2 separate regions of the Mus musculus genome follow, and region 1 is linked to region 2. A link is a contact called in public promoter capture Hi-C data. All regions are on one chromosome and are shown on one strand. The core of a region is the stretch at or near the end of the contact, and the rest is flanking DNA. Distances in the headings are between cores, read along the strand shown.

Region 1 (5,601 bases), core at 588-3,087, 1.6 Mb before region 2:
CAGATGTATGTGAACCGTCTCATGATATTGGGAATCGAACTTGGGTCCTCTGCAAAAGTAATAACTGTCATAATTGCTGAGCCATCTCTTCAGCCCCTGAGCTATTATTTCTTAAGTGACTTTCTTGGAAAGTCACTGATCTTTTTTCAGAGCCAGAGTTTCTTCAAATGATGCATCCGGAGTTCAATTCTCCATAGAGAACGTGCAGAAAGAAGCCTGTACTTTATTTAGCTCTATGTTTTCAAGTAAGCACAGATACCTGGTGTGTTCACAGGAAGGCTGCATGCAGAACTCACCACCCTAGGACTTAGCTATCTCTAGGACATTTGCCACTGAACCTCCAAGCCAGGGCATGGCTGCATTCCAACAATTATGGCAGGTTTGTTTGGCATTAAAGACATAGGGTGGCTGGCTTGCCCAGGAAGAGCTTTCACTGTGTCCTTAGGCTTCCATCAAAAGGTAGCTTCCCCATACTGCCCTCAGACTGCCTTCATTCCCAGCCTATCCTCCATCTCTTGTACAATGAATCTCTTTAGAGAAGGTCAGCCATGTTGCCTACTCTACCCCAAGTCCCATGAAAAGCTTTTGATTAACCCCCATGTCAGCAGAATGTTCCACAATGTTCCCCCCACAAGTCCCCTGAGCAGCATATCCTGTAGGCTGACTCCTCCTCTACTTCCCCAATGGAGAGGCCTTCACCCCACGGGGTGACCTGCTATTCCAACAGCTCATGGCTGTATGTGCTCCTCCGCAGGGTTGTACTTTATCTCCCAACTTGAGATTCCCAAAACTCCTTTCAAAGTTTGGTCCCAAATAGTAGTTATGCCCCTCATTGATTCAATCTGACACCGATTCACATTTACACTGACTTGCCACCTAAAAGGAAATTTTCTATCTATTTAAGTTGCTATTCGATAAATTAAGCATTAAGTGGCTAGCCTGTAGAATATGCTGAGAAGCATGAGGACTTTAGCAATAAAAAGACCCAGGCTTGAAGAGAGAAGAGATAGGGTTGAGAGTCAACCTCAGTGCTAGTCCCAACCACTCTTCTAACAATCGCCAGCTCTGGAGGACTGGTAGAGAGCTCATTTGGTAAAATACATGCTGTGCACCCCGCCTTCCCCCACCCTCCCAACCCACATAAAAGAGCCGGGCATGGCGGTAAACTTGGAATCCCAGCACTAGCGAATGGGGACAGAGAGATCTCTGGGTCTTGTTAGACTGGTTGATCCAGAGAGCTCTGGACACAGAAAGAGACCCTGTCTCAAAAACAAGGTAGAGAAAAACTAAAAACAGACCCAAGGTTGACCTCTGGCTTTTACACACACACACACACACACACACACACACACACACACACACACACACACACAGACACACACACCCACCCACCCCCCACCCCCCACACACATGCATGCACACACATGCATGCACATGCACACACATGCACACACGCACACAGGGCTGGCTACCTCAAAGCTTATCCACTGACATTTCTTAACCCCTCAAAGTTGTAGCTGACAGCCGTAGCCTGCTGGATGTGAATTAGCATAAGCTGGCTGCTGGGAGGCAGAAGGCTTCCTGTCAGCAAACTCAGCACTCCCCTGGATGCCGAATGACATTTTGGCCCCGGGCACTTACTAAGTTACATAGTGCTGGCTCCTTATGAGTAAAAGTTTGCAGGCACTAGGGTGTAGCATTAAAAAGAGCCAAACTGAATTAGGGACTGACCGACCACTCTATTAGCCTCCCCCGCCACCCTTCACACACTGGGGCACAAAGACGGTCAAGCTTAATGCTCTGAGATTTCACAACTTCCTTCAGCACTCTTACTGTACTCTGAAGCCACTAACTGGTTGTGCAACTGTGTGAGATTGTAGGTTGGAGCTGGACAGAACTGTCATCTGCCTGCAGAGGCACTGGGGAGTTAGAATTCTCATCACTTTTGGTAGGGCAGAGGGCAGACATACTTGCAAAATGCATTCTAGTGTGTCATTCTGCAGGACAGTCAATGTGTTTGCAATATTTTGAGGCCCTAGACTATTTGGTTAAACATAAAAGACTGATTCTACAATATACAAACTGGAAGTAAAATACACTATATTTAAAAAGGACTTTTTAATTTTTTCTTTTCTTTTCTTTTTTTTTTTTTTTTTTTTTTTTGGTTTTGCGAGACTGTATAGCCCTGGCTATCCTGGAACTCACTTTGTAGACCAGGCTGGCCTCGAACTCAAAAATCTGCCTGCCTCTGCCTCCTGAGTGCTGGGATTAAAGGCGTGTGCCACCACACCCAGCTGGACTTCTTTAAATTTTTATGCAGGTTATTTTGCCTGCATGGCTGTGTACTATGTGCATGTAACATGCAGTACTTTTGGAAGCCAGAAGAGTGGGGACGGTCCATATCCTGGAACTAGAGCTAAAGACATTTGTGAACTGCCATGTTAGGGCTGGAAACTGAACTTGGGTCCCTGGAGGAGTAGCCAGAGCTCTTATCCATGGAGTCCTCTCTCGCACCCAATGCATTCTATGCCTTAGTTGTACAGGAGTACTAACTCTCTCACCCAATAAAACAAACAGCTCTTAAAATCATCATTTAATCTGAATCTATTCACGTTCTAGTCTCTTTATTATAGATGCATTCTTCCGTGCTTCCCAAATGATGTTTTTAATTGACATATTAAACTCAAACATAATTATGAAGTATCCTCTCATGTTTTAAATTATGTAATGTTCAAACTGGGTGAGCATATCTGACTCCTTAAGCATTCCCCACTTAAGTTTCAATCTTTTTTTTTTTGAATTTGTTGAAACAGATCAGTTCCATATCTTTTCCTGCCCTGCCTCTGGGACAGCAGCACTTTTGGGGCTTATTTCTTCTACCCAAGAAAAGCTCTGTACCCACTGATTAGCCCTTCCTCGCTTTCTGATGACATCCTCGGAGACAAAAAAAATATTGATCGCCTCATGAATTCTAGAAGCAGGAACACTGGTAGTGGACACAATATTGTCTTTGTTTATTGGAAGCATTGCTAATAGGTGGGATGGAAAAGGTTACAGTTCAAAGTCTGTTTCAGCAGTTTATGTTGGATGCCGGTTGTGCAGAGGCTGGTTTGCAAACACTCTGTCACTGAAGAACAATCTGCGTCAGTGGTGAACAGGTATTTTTCTCAGCATCCCAAGGACTGCAGATAAAGCTTTTGGGTTTTGGTGGTGGAATCGCATGAAGAAGCAGAGGCTATGTATTCAAGTTCAGACAAGCTTTGCAGCTGGGAAGACTGTCTTCAAGAGATTTTAAAGTAGGTTATCCTTCAAACGGAATCTTTGATTTTACCCCTTCTCTTTCCTTGGAGACAGGGTCCCACTGTGCAGGCCAGGCTGACTGAATCCATTGAGTTAGGCTAACATTAAATTAGTATTGTAAAAATGAGTCTAAAAATACAAGTTCACACCATTCTAAAAATCACAATTCCCTTCCCCTGGGTACTCTTTCTGGTTTACTGATTTTCCTTTCCACATTCTGCTCAGGGCCTCTCTACTCTCCCTGGTCGCCTCCCTCCCCACTCACCTGTACTGCTGGCTGTTTCACATCAGAATCAGCATCAGAGGAGGGCTGAGTCTAATAACACTCTTCTACTTAGTCTTTATTTTCCCTGAATTCCCCAATAATGCAAATAGTACCTTTCAAAAAGATCTACTCTGCCATAACCCTAAATTCATAACAACATTGCAGAAAGACATGTAAGTATACACATTGCTCTTATATACCTAATATCAATGCTTCCTACTGCCCCTTCCACATCTAAAAGTCTTCCAACTTGTAAATAAGTTAGACATCATATCTCATATCAATATACACATAGGCATTTACTTCACAAATTTGGCTACTCTCTGGCCTCGCAAGGTTAAAACAAGATTAGCCTTCATCTACCGATACTCACTAACCTACGTGTGCCACGGTATGCTGCTCTGATGATCCCCTCCACAGGACTAGGAACCAAATCTAAACCATGGTCATGAGTCAGTTAGCTAGTGTCCACAACCAGGAACAACTCTGTAGCCTTCCTCTGTCTTTCATAGAAAAGATTGGATTCTTGAAAATCTCCACCCACTTGCTTTATAGACTGTCTCTGGTTTGGGTCCTCTTGGGTATTTCTCCATGATGGACATCTTTATGCCAGGAAGAGTCCATATTACTGACACTGTACTTTCTCCTGGTGTAAACTAGGAAACACAACGGTTATGTTCCTGAATCTTATTAGTGGCTACCTTCTGTCTTAGGACAGTTTCTGACATGTTTCTTCAACTCTAAGTAAATTAATAAACACACTATATTCACTAAATAATAACAATTTTCAGGGTGATTTTTAAAAATAAGACTGTGTAGTTGTTCCCACTTATCATCAAAAAACTCTTGCTACATGTGCCACAGCTTCAGTAGCGACCGGCTGTCTTCTGCTGCTTGAGCAGTGCCCGCACCTTCCCTAGGAGCTCGCAGCAGCCGGCTGGCCTCTGCTCCACGGTAACTATGTGCGACCGGAAGGCGATGATCAAAAATGCAGACATGTCAGAAGAGATACAACAGGACTCGGTGGAGTGTGCTACCCAGGCGTTGGAGAAATACAACATTGAGAAGGATATTGCGGCCCATATCAAGAAGGGTTTTGACAAGTAAAACCCTACCTGGCACTGCATTGTGGGGCAGAACTTCGGCAGTCACGTGACAACGAAACCAAACACTTCATCTACTTCTACCTGGGTCACGTGGCCATTCTTCTGTTCAAATCCGGTTAAAAGCATGATCTGTGCCAAACACTCAGCGATCCACCCAAAAGCAAGGACTGCATCCTAAGTTCCAAACGCCAGAGACGGAGTCGGCAGCCTTGCTAAGGGAACGCCCCGTTTGAATCTGTTGTGTTCTGTACAGGGCCTCATTCTCTGTACGTCTGTGGTTATAAAATTAGTAAAACAGCTTACATTTGTATTTATTTTCTAGTCCATACTCCTGTACCCCCATTTTTTTCTCCCTTAGGTCATTCGTTTAAAAATAAATCTGTTGGAGATGTAAAAAAAACAAAAAACAAAAAAACCCTCTTGCTAACTTTAACTGCTGACTGCTAAGTGATTGTTACTTTAGTGCTTACAAATGGGTTCCTTTTCTAATTCCGTCATTCCATTGGCTGTTTGGCCTTTTATAGAACTGAACAGTCCCCTCCTTCTTGTTTATTCATTTATGATCAGTATAGACTCTTGAGTTACTATTTAACTCAGAGGATTGCTGATGATTACTATAGTCATTTAACGTTTAAATTTTCTTGGACCTGGGACTCCTTTTCAACTAGTTCTGTGTCCTTCTGATTTGTCCCCACAACTTTCTGGGAATTTTCTGGTACAACCAAAATGTCCAGTTTCCCCTGGTATCCTTTTTCTTATTCATTTTTGCTGATCCATCTTGCCCTTTGCTTCGATTTCAATCACCATGGATTAGCCAGTGACTCTGAAATCTGTATTGATGTCCCTTCTAGCTTGAATACAATTCTCTTTAAGATACAAGTCATTACTACCTTAGTTTAATGTGTTGATAGTAACTGATATCAGGGTCCT
Region 2 (6,315 bases), core at 1,715-4,214:
TTCTGATGAAGATAATTAACATAGCCATCACTTTAAACCTGTATTTGCCTGAATGGCAAATGCATTCAAAATCTTTCCTAGCTATTTTCAGTTATATATAATGCAACACTGTTAACTGTCTTCGCCAGACTGTGCCACAGAACACTAGAACCCATCTCCTCTTCACCTTCAACCCCTCCCATTCCTTCCTCACTAAATCTGTTCTTAAATGTTCCTTTTCTATTTACTCTGAGGATACATCCAGCCACGATGGGTGTTGTTTTCACAGATCCATCTCTAGATGGCCCCACGGCTACAGGTGTGAGCCCAGAAAGATCACTGCCTTCTTTTGAGTAGATTTGTGTGTTCTGGACACCTGGCTGGACCAGACGACAGCAACCTCCCAAGTACCGGATGGCTCATGCTTCCGTGTCAAGTAAAACATGAGACTTCTGTGGTCACAGAGAATTGGCCTACGAGGCTGCTTCTCTGTTGTTTTCAAGAAACCTTATACAGGAAATGTCTATAAGGTGTTACTAAAGAAGGTGGACTGTTAATAAAAATAAAACAAGCCCACTCTGCTTGGCTGAGCAGAGGGTTTGTTTTTCAAGGCTTGCAGTGTGAATCAGCTAATTCCTGGCTAAACAAGCATGCATGGTAACAATAACAACGGCTGTTAGCCAGCACTTGCTGTCTGCCCAGAGAATCCACAAGAATGTCTTTACTCTGACAGCAATCTATGTGATAGATATGATCACTTCTATCTACAAGCTGCACTCAGCAGGAGAGTAACCTTGAGTCACAACTTCTCAGACTGAGTTCTCGTGGTCCTTGTCGATGTAACCAACATCCAGGATCACATGCAATCGGCAGCACTTTTCCTCAGGAGAAAAACCTTGAGTTTGAACATCTGTACATGGCCTTTAGGTAAAGCTTAACAATTACTCTCTTACAGACTGAACCTTGGTCCAAGAATTTGAGCCAGGAATAGAGACGTTATAAGATGAAGGAGAAGCTAGTCACAGACCCAGGGACCCTCGCCTATCCTATCAGACTAAATGTTAAAAGAGTCCAAAGTCCCTTGAAGTTGGAGAGATGGTTCCGTGGCTAAAGGCACTTGATGCTCTTGTGAAGGGCCAAAGTTAGGTTCCCAGCACCCCTGGGAGACAGCTCACAACCGGGACTTCAGCTCCTGGGAATTCGTCGCCCTCTTCTGGCCTCTGGGTGCAGGCACGTGCATGAGTGTGTGTGTGTGTGTGTGTGCGCGCGCGCGCACATGTGCCCTCATGTGCATACACATATTAAAAATAAAATAGTTTTACATTTTTTCTTCTTTACTACCTCCCTGGCTAGATGAAATTCAAATATTTCAACTTTACCATTTCCTTTTTCTTCTAAGAGTTGAACATAAGCTGACTGGGTCTGGGACAGCCTGGATTCATGGATCTATCATGACAGAACCCAGGAAGCAGTATATAAATTCTGCTTTAAACACATGAATGATCTAAGGAGTGTTTAAAGTACTGACAGCGGACAGAACAGCTAACATTATGCACATCTGGTCCTATGCTAAAGTGTTCATTTGCATTGCATATGTTATCCAAGGGCAAACCCACACTGTGTATTATTGTGGTCTTTACGTTGGATACCAAGGCTCAGAAACACTCAGTAACCTGCTCATAATAAGCTGCTCATAGTAAGATACCTGTCTGCCGTGAATTCAAAGCCAGTGTTCTTAATTTCTGCCACTGTTCCCACTCTCATTGAAAGTAACCAAACTGATGCCACAGAACACTAGAACAGCAGAACTCACTGCTTGTGTCTTTAACATTTGCTATGTTCCATTCACGTTGCGTAACAATATATATTACTCCCCTAATAATGCATTTACTACTCATTAATGGGCATTCCTTTCATTTCCTTCCTTAGTGACAATGGGTAAGTTATTTAACATCTGAAGTGCTGGGGGGAGGTGTTTGTTTATAAAACATGGATAATCCAAATTTCCTAAGGTTTCTGTGACAACTTTATAGCACATTACCTGTATGTTCTGTATGCAAAACACACACAGGACATGCCCCAAACAGAACCTCCCCCCCCCACTTGCCTAAAGTTGACTAACTCATTCAACACTGCTTGAAGAGGCCATTAATTTGCAAGGCAGCTACTCAGAAATACCCTATGTCCATACTCTGATCCAGATGTTTCGGAATCTCTTTCCACTCGAGCTGCAAGCAACTCTCTTAAAGGATAAACACCAGTTTTCAAGAGAAAGGATGGAGGTCTCAGATAGACACAGTGTGCAAAGGTCAGATATGGCTAGTGTGTGTTTCCAAAGGGACGATACCAGTGGCTGGATGTGTGGAGTATAATTGAATCCCTAGTTAAAAATTAGCATCCTGCTTAAGAAGGCTGTGGTTTTTTTTATTTTAAAATATATATCTTAAGTGTACACTGGATGATTTCTTTACATAGGAATACACCCCTGTAACCCCACCCAAGACAAATATGTAACGTTTCCGGAACCCCATAACCCCCACCACCACCCAAGAGTGATTTAAAATCAACAGAGAAATGACCTCTAAAATCAGAACAGAAAGCAGAAAGTTAAAAAAAAAAAAAAAAAAAAAAGGCAATGCTGGCAGCAAGAAGGTGGGAGATGGGAACGGCCATTTGGGTAAGACAAACCCGATTTCTGGCTTCTTTCCAATGGTGCGTGCAGAGTGCTTCTGTGCACTCACGTTCATTTTGCCCATCCGTCCTCACAAGGACTGCGACATGGTCCACACTAAATCTTGTTTTCCATGTGAGGAAACAAACTCGTTCAGGGTTTTAGAGAACAGCTCCAACCACAGCAGAACTAGCTGCAGGATCAGCTCAGCAAATCCATCCACGTGGCAGAGGGACCTGGGAGGGCCAGGCGTCAGGTTACCAAGCAGCAGCGTGACAGCTCGTATAAAAGCCCGGACCAGCTATCCTGGAACATCAGGAATCAACTCTGCCGCGCTCTTTTGAATTTCTCCGCGTTTCTCCGGGTTGGAAAACCATCTGACTCTGAATACCAGGTATATGAATGGGAATCCAGTTCCCTCCTGGGTGTTAGACCCAGGTGGCCCGAAGCTCTCTAGAAGGAGAAACCATTTCTGGGGTGTGTGTGTGTGTTCTCGCGCAGAACTAGAGTGTACTAGACACTTAAGGTTTCAGGAAATGAGTGCACAAATGATCAAAGCAAAGCGCCTCTTGGAACTAGGGACAGAGGCGCAAGTTAGAAGACAAAGGTAAAGAGGTAGGACGGAAAAGACTGAAGCAAACTGCAAATCTACCTGGCATCTGACTAGAGACAGGGTGGGCGATATACGATTGTTTTTCAATCTGTAAAAACAGTTTGTAATTGTGGTGAGGGATGCATTTTGTCTTGTAAGGCTCAGGACAGGACGATGTCAAAGAAAAGAGACAGAAATTCCTGCTTTCCTCCAGACTGTCTCTGACTGGTATGTGTTTATGTGTTGCAGGCAGCCTGGAACAGGATCACAGGGTTCAGACACTAGCGGCCAGATGTGGTGTCTGGAGCGGCTCTTGCGGGACCGAGATGGGTTTCTCCCGGGGCGCGTCCACCGCTCCAAAGCTCGCTCATCCGCTGCGTGCGCAAACGTGCTCACTCCAGACCGCATCCCAGAGTTCTTCATCCCGCCGAGGCTGGAACCTAGCACGGCCTGGGCTGCGCTGCGCGAAGCCTGGGCTGCAGACACGGAGGCCGACGACGGCGCGGGCCGCACAGACTGGGACCCGCGCTCCCAGGCTGCGCTCTCGCTGCCGCACCTACCCCGCGCGCGCACCGCTTACGGCTTCTGCGCGCTGCTCGAGAGCCCGCACACGCGCCGAAAGGAGTCGCTCTTCCTCGGCCACCCAGGTGTCCCGGTCCGCCGGCCTGGGCTTCGCCACCGCACGCACACCTACGCGAGCCCCCGCCGAGTCCCGGACGCTCCGCGCCCTGCCCCGGGCGACCCAGACGCTGCCCGGGTCCCGACGCCCACTCCTGCTCCCAGCAGACGCCGCCTCCTACGCTCCCCGGGCAAGCTGCTGAGCCGCGCACTTCGAGCCCCTCGACGTCTGGCCAGCGCGCGCCCCCCGTGCCGCGGCGACGAGCACGAGCGCGCCGCCTCCTGCGCGCCCCCGGTCCCCAGCAGCCCGGATCCCGAGCGCCTGCAAGCTGAAGCCAGCGTGGCTCTGGGCCGCGGGGGTTGCACGCTGCGCCTGGCGGCCGAATACTGTCCGCGCAGCGCCTGCCTCCGCCTCCGCCTGCTGCGCGCTGAGGGCCCGGCCGCCGCGCTGGAACCCCGCGCCCTGGGCTGCCGCCTCAGCCTGGTGCTGAGGCCGTCGGGCCAGCAGCGTGCCAGTGTGGTCCGCCGCAGCCGCAAGGCCGCCCTGGACCAGGACTGCTGCTTTGACCGGCTCCCGGAGGAGCAGCTGCGCCGCCTGGCCGTGCGCATCAAGGCGGAGAGCAAGGGACGGCGGCTGGGCCAGGGCGAGCTGCTGCTGGGCTCTCTGCTACTGCTATGAGCGCGGCTTCCCTGGAGCCCTGGACACCTAAGGTCGCTTGGCCATGAGATGCACAGAGACTCTTGGCCCAGAGACACTTGTAGCCTCCTCTTGGTCCTGGAACACTTGCAGCTTCTTGGCCCTGAGACACTCTTAGGTTTTGGTCCTGGCACACTCTCAGCCTCTTGGCTCTTGGACAATGACTGACAGCCATTTGTACAAAATAAACATGTGTTCATTTTTCTAGCCAGGGCTTTGTTTCAGTCCAATTCTGGCAGAGCTAATCCTAAATTATTATAGTAATATACGTCGCTTCTTTTTGTGTGGGCAGACACCTTGAAATTTCTGTTGTGCAATGGGGTAGTGTTGAGCAGTGTTCCCCACTGTAGGCAGCAATTGTATTTAATCTGTTCACACATTCCAACTGGAAAATAGTTACTGTCGATGTCAGACCAGCCTCGTTTTTAAAGTTCATTTATTCCATGGCGTCCTTTGAGACTGATAGTGTCAGTTACTTACGATGCATTAAGATGTTACATAAGAAAGGCCAGTGTCTAGTAACATTGATGAATGGGTAAAGGTGCTTGCCACCAGGCCTCATGGCCATAATTGGAATCTAGTGAAGATTGTGGGACCTTCATGAGGGAAGGAGAGGAAAAATCCCTGCAAGCTTTACTCCGGGGTGACCTCACCCCAACCCTAATAATAGGCACGACTATTCCCATCTTGCAGATGAGAATACTGAGGCACAAAATAAAGAAAAGTCGGGGGTTGAATGTTGGACGTCAGTATTAAAATGCTTGTCTGGGAATTGGGGCATAGCTCAGTTAGTAGAGTGCTTGCCTCACACATACAAAGTCCTAGGTTCCATCCCCAGGACTGTATGACCCTTAGTTCCTATCAACACACACCTGTAATCACAATACTGGAAGGAGAAAGCAGATGTGTCAGGAGTTCAAGGTCATCCTCTGCTATGCAGGGAGTAAAAGCTAGCATAAGCTAAATGAGCCCCTGCCTGAAATAAACAAACAAACAAATAAATATTCATCCTCCAAAAGTGTCTGAAAAAAATGGTTCTGAGTTTGAAATCATATTCCCCATTTTCATCAGGGAAAGCAGACTGGTGGAAACGGTGACATATGGACAAATGCTAATGCCATCAGTCTGAGACTGAGGAAAATGCTAAGCCACCTCAGACCCATAGGATCCAGAACCCCATTTCCACTGACTCCCGCTGAGCTAATCCGCCATTGCAGCACACTGGAGAGCACACAGGATGGTGTTCTACCTCTGGCTTCTAATAAGCTTTCCTGTGTCCTAAGGATGGTTTTCCTTCATCCCTCATACTCACTATCAAGCTGGGTTACTCCTCCCTTTCTTGGGCAGGTGAGTAGAAGACATGGCCTAAGCAAGGGCAAACCACATTAAAATGTACAAGACAGCATAAACGGTGGCCACATTATCAGGCTGGACTCAGAAATGGTTTCCGTGACCACTCTGTTTGGCAGTGTTAACAATGGGTGCCCCCAAAGGATGCCATTAAGAAAAGAGTTTCCGTTTCTGGTACATCTCAGACTGAATACTGAGGTGAGGATTTACAACAGCGACCAGTGGAAAATATCACCACAGTCTAAATCCCCTGCTTCTAGCAGCTTGCTGTTGTTAGCCACATGAGCGATGGTGGAACAGTAGTTCTTGTCCGACTCCTGCCCTTTTTCGTATTTACTATATCCTTGCCCTTCAAGCCTATTGTTTTTCTGTGTATAAGCCTTTTCATGATTTTAGAGGTCTCCTAAA

Evidence for each region. Promoter capture Hi-C pulls out the DNA fragments that hold promoters and counts their contacts.
Region 1: a contact with region 2 is called in a promoter capture Hi-C map of liver, with 4 times the contacts expected there. The contact joins the enhancer-like site here to the promoter of C2cd4a in region 2. A contact is called at or near these places in 14 of 39 promoter capture datasets (the 3T3-L1 cell line, 3T3-L1-derived adipocytes, the C10 cell line and 8 more).

The regions. Positions count from the first base shown.
Region 1 is chr9:69,436,172-69,441,772 of GRCm38.p6, reverse strand. It overlaps the pseudogene Gm7802. Among named protein-coding and RNA genes, the nearest start is that of Anxa2, 15 kb to the left of the region's middle. Within about 2 kb of position 1,837, at least 99 of the 459 cell types and tissues checked have an H3K27ac peak or open chromatin away from gene starts, as enhancers often do. A contact at or near this core is called in 3T3-L1-derived adipocytes, the HPC-7 cell line, hematopoietic stem and progenitor cells and 2 more, where this site is marked.
Region 2 is chr9:67,828,979-67,835,293 of GRCm38.p6, reverse strand. It overlaps C2cd4a (C2 calcium-dependent domain containing 4A), which reads left to right and starts at 2,964. Exons shown (of 2, transcript NM_001163143.1): 1 at 2,964-3,044; 2 at 3,492-4,762. The coding sequence starts at 3,535. The coding sequence ends at 4,539.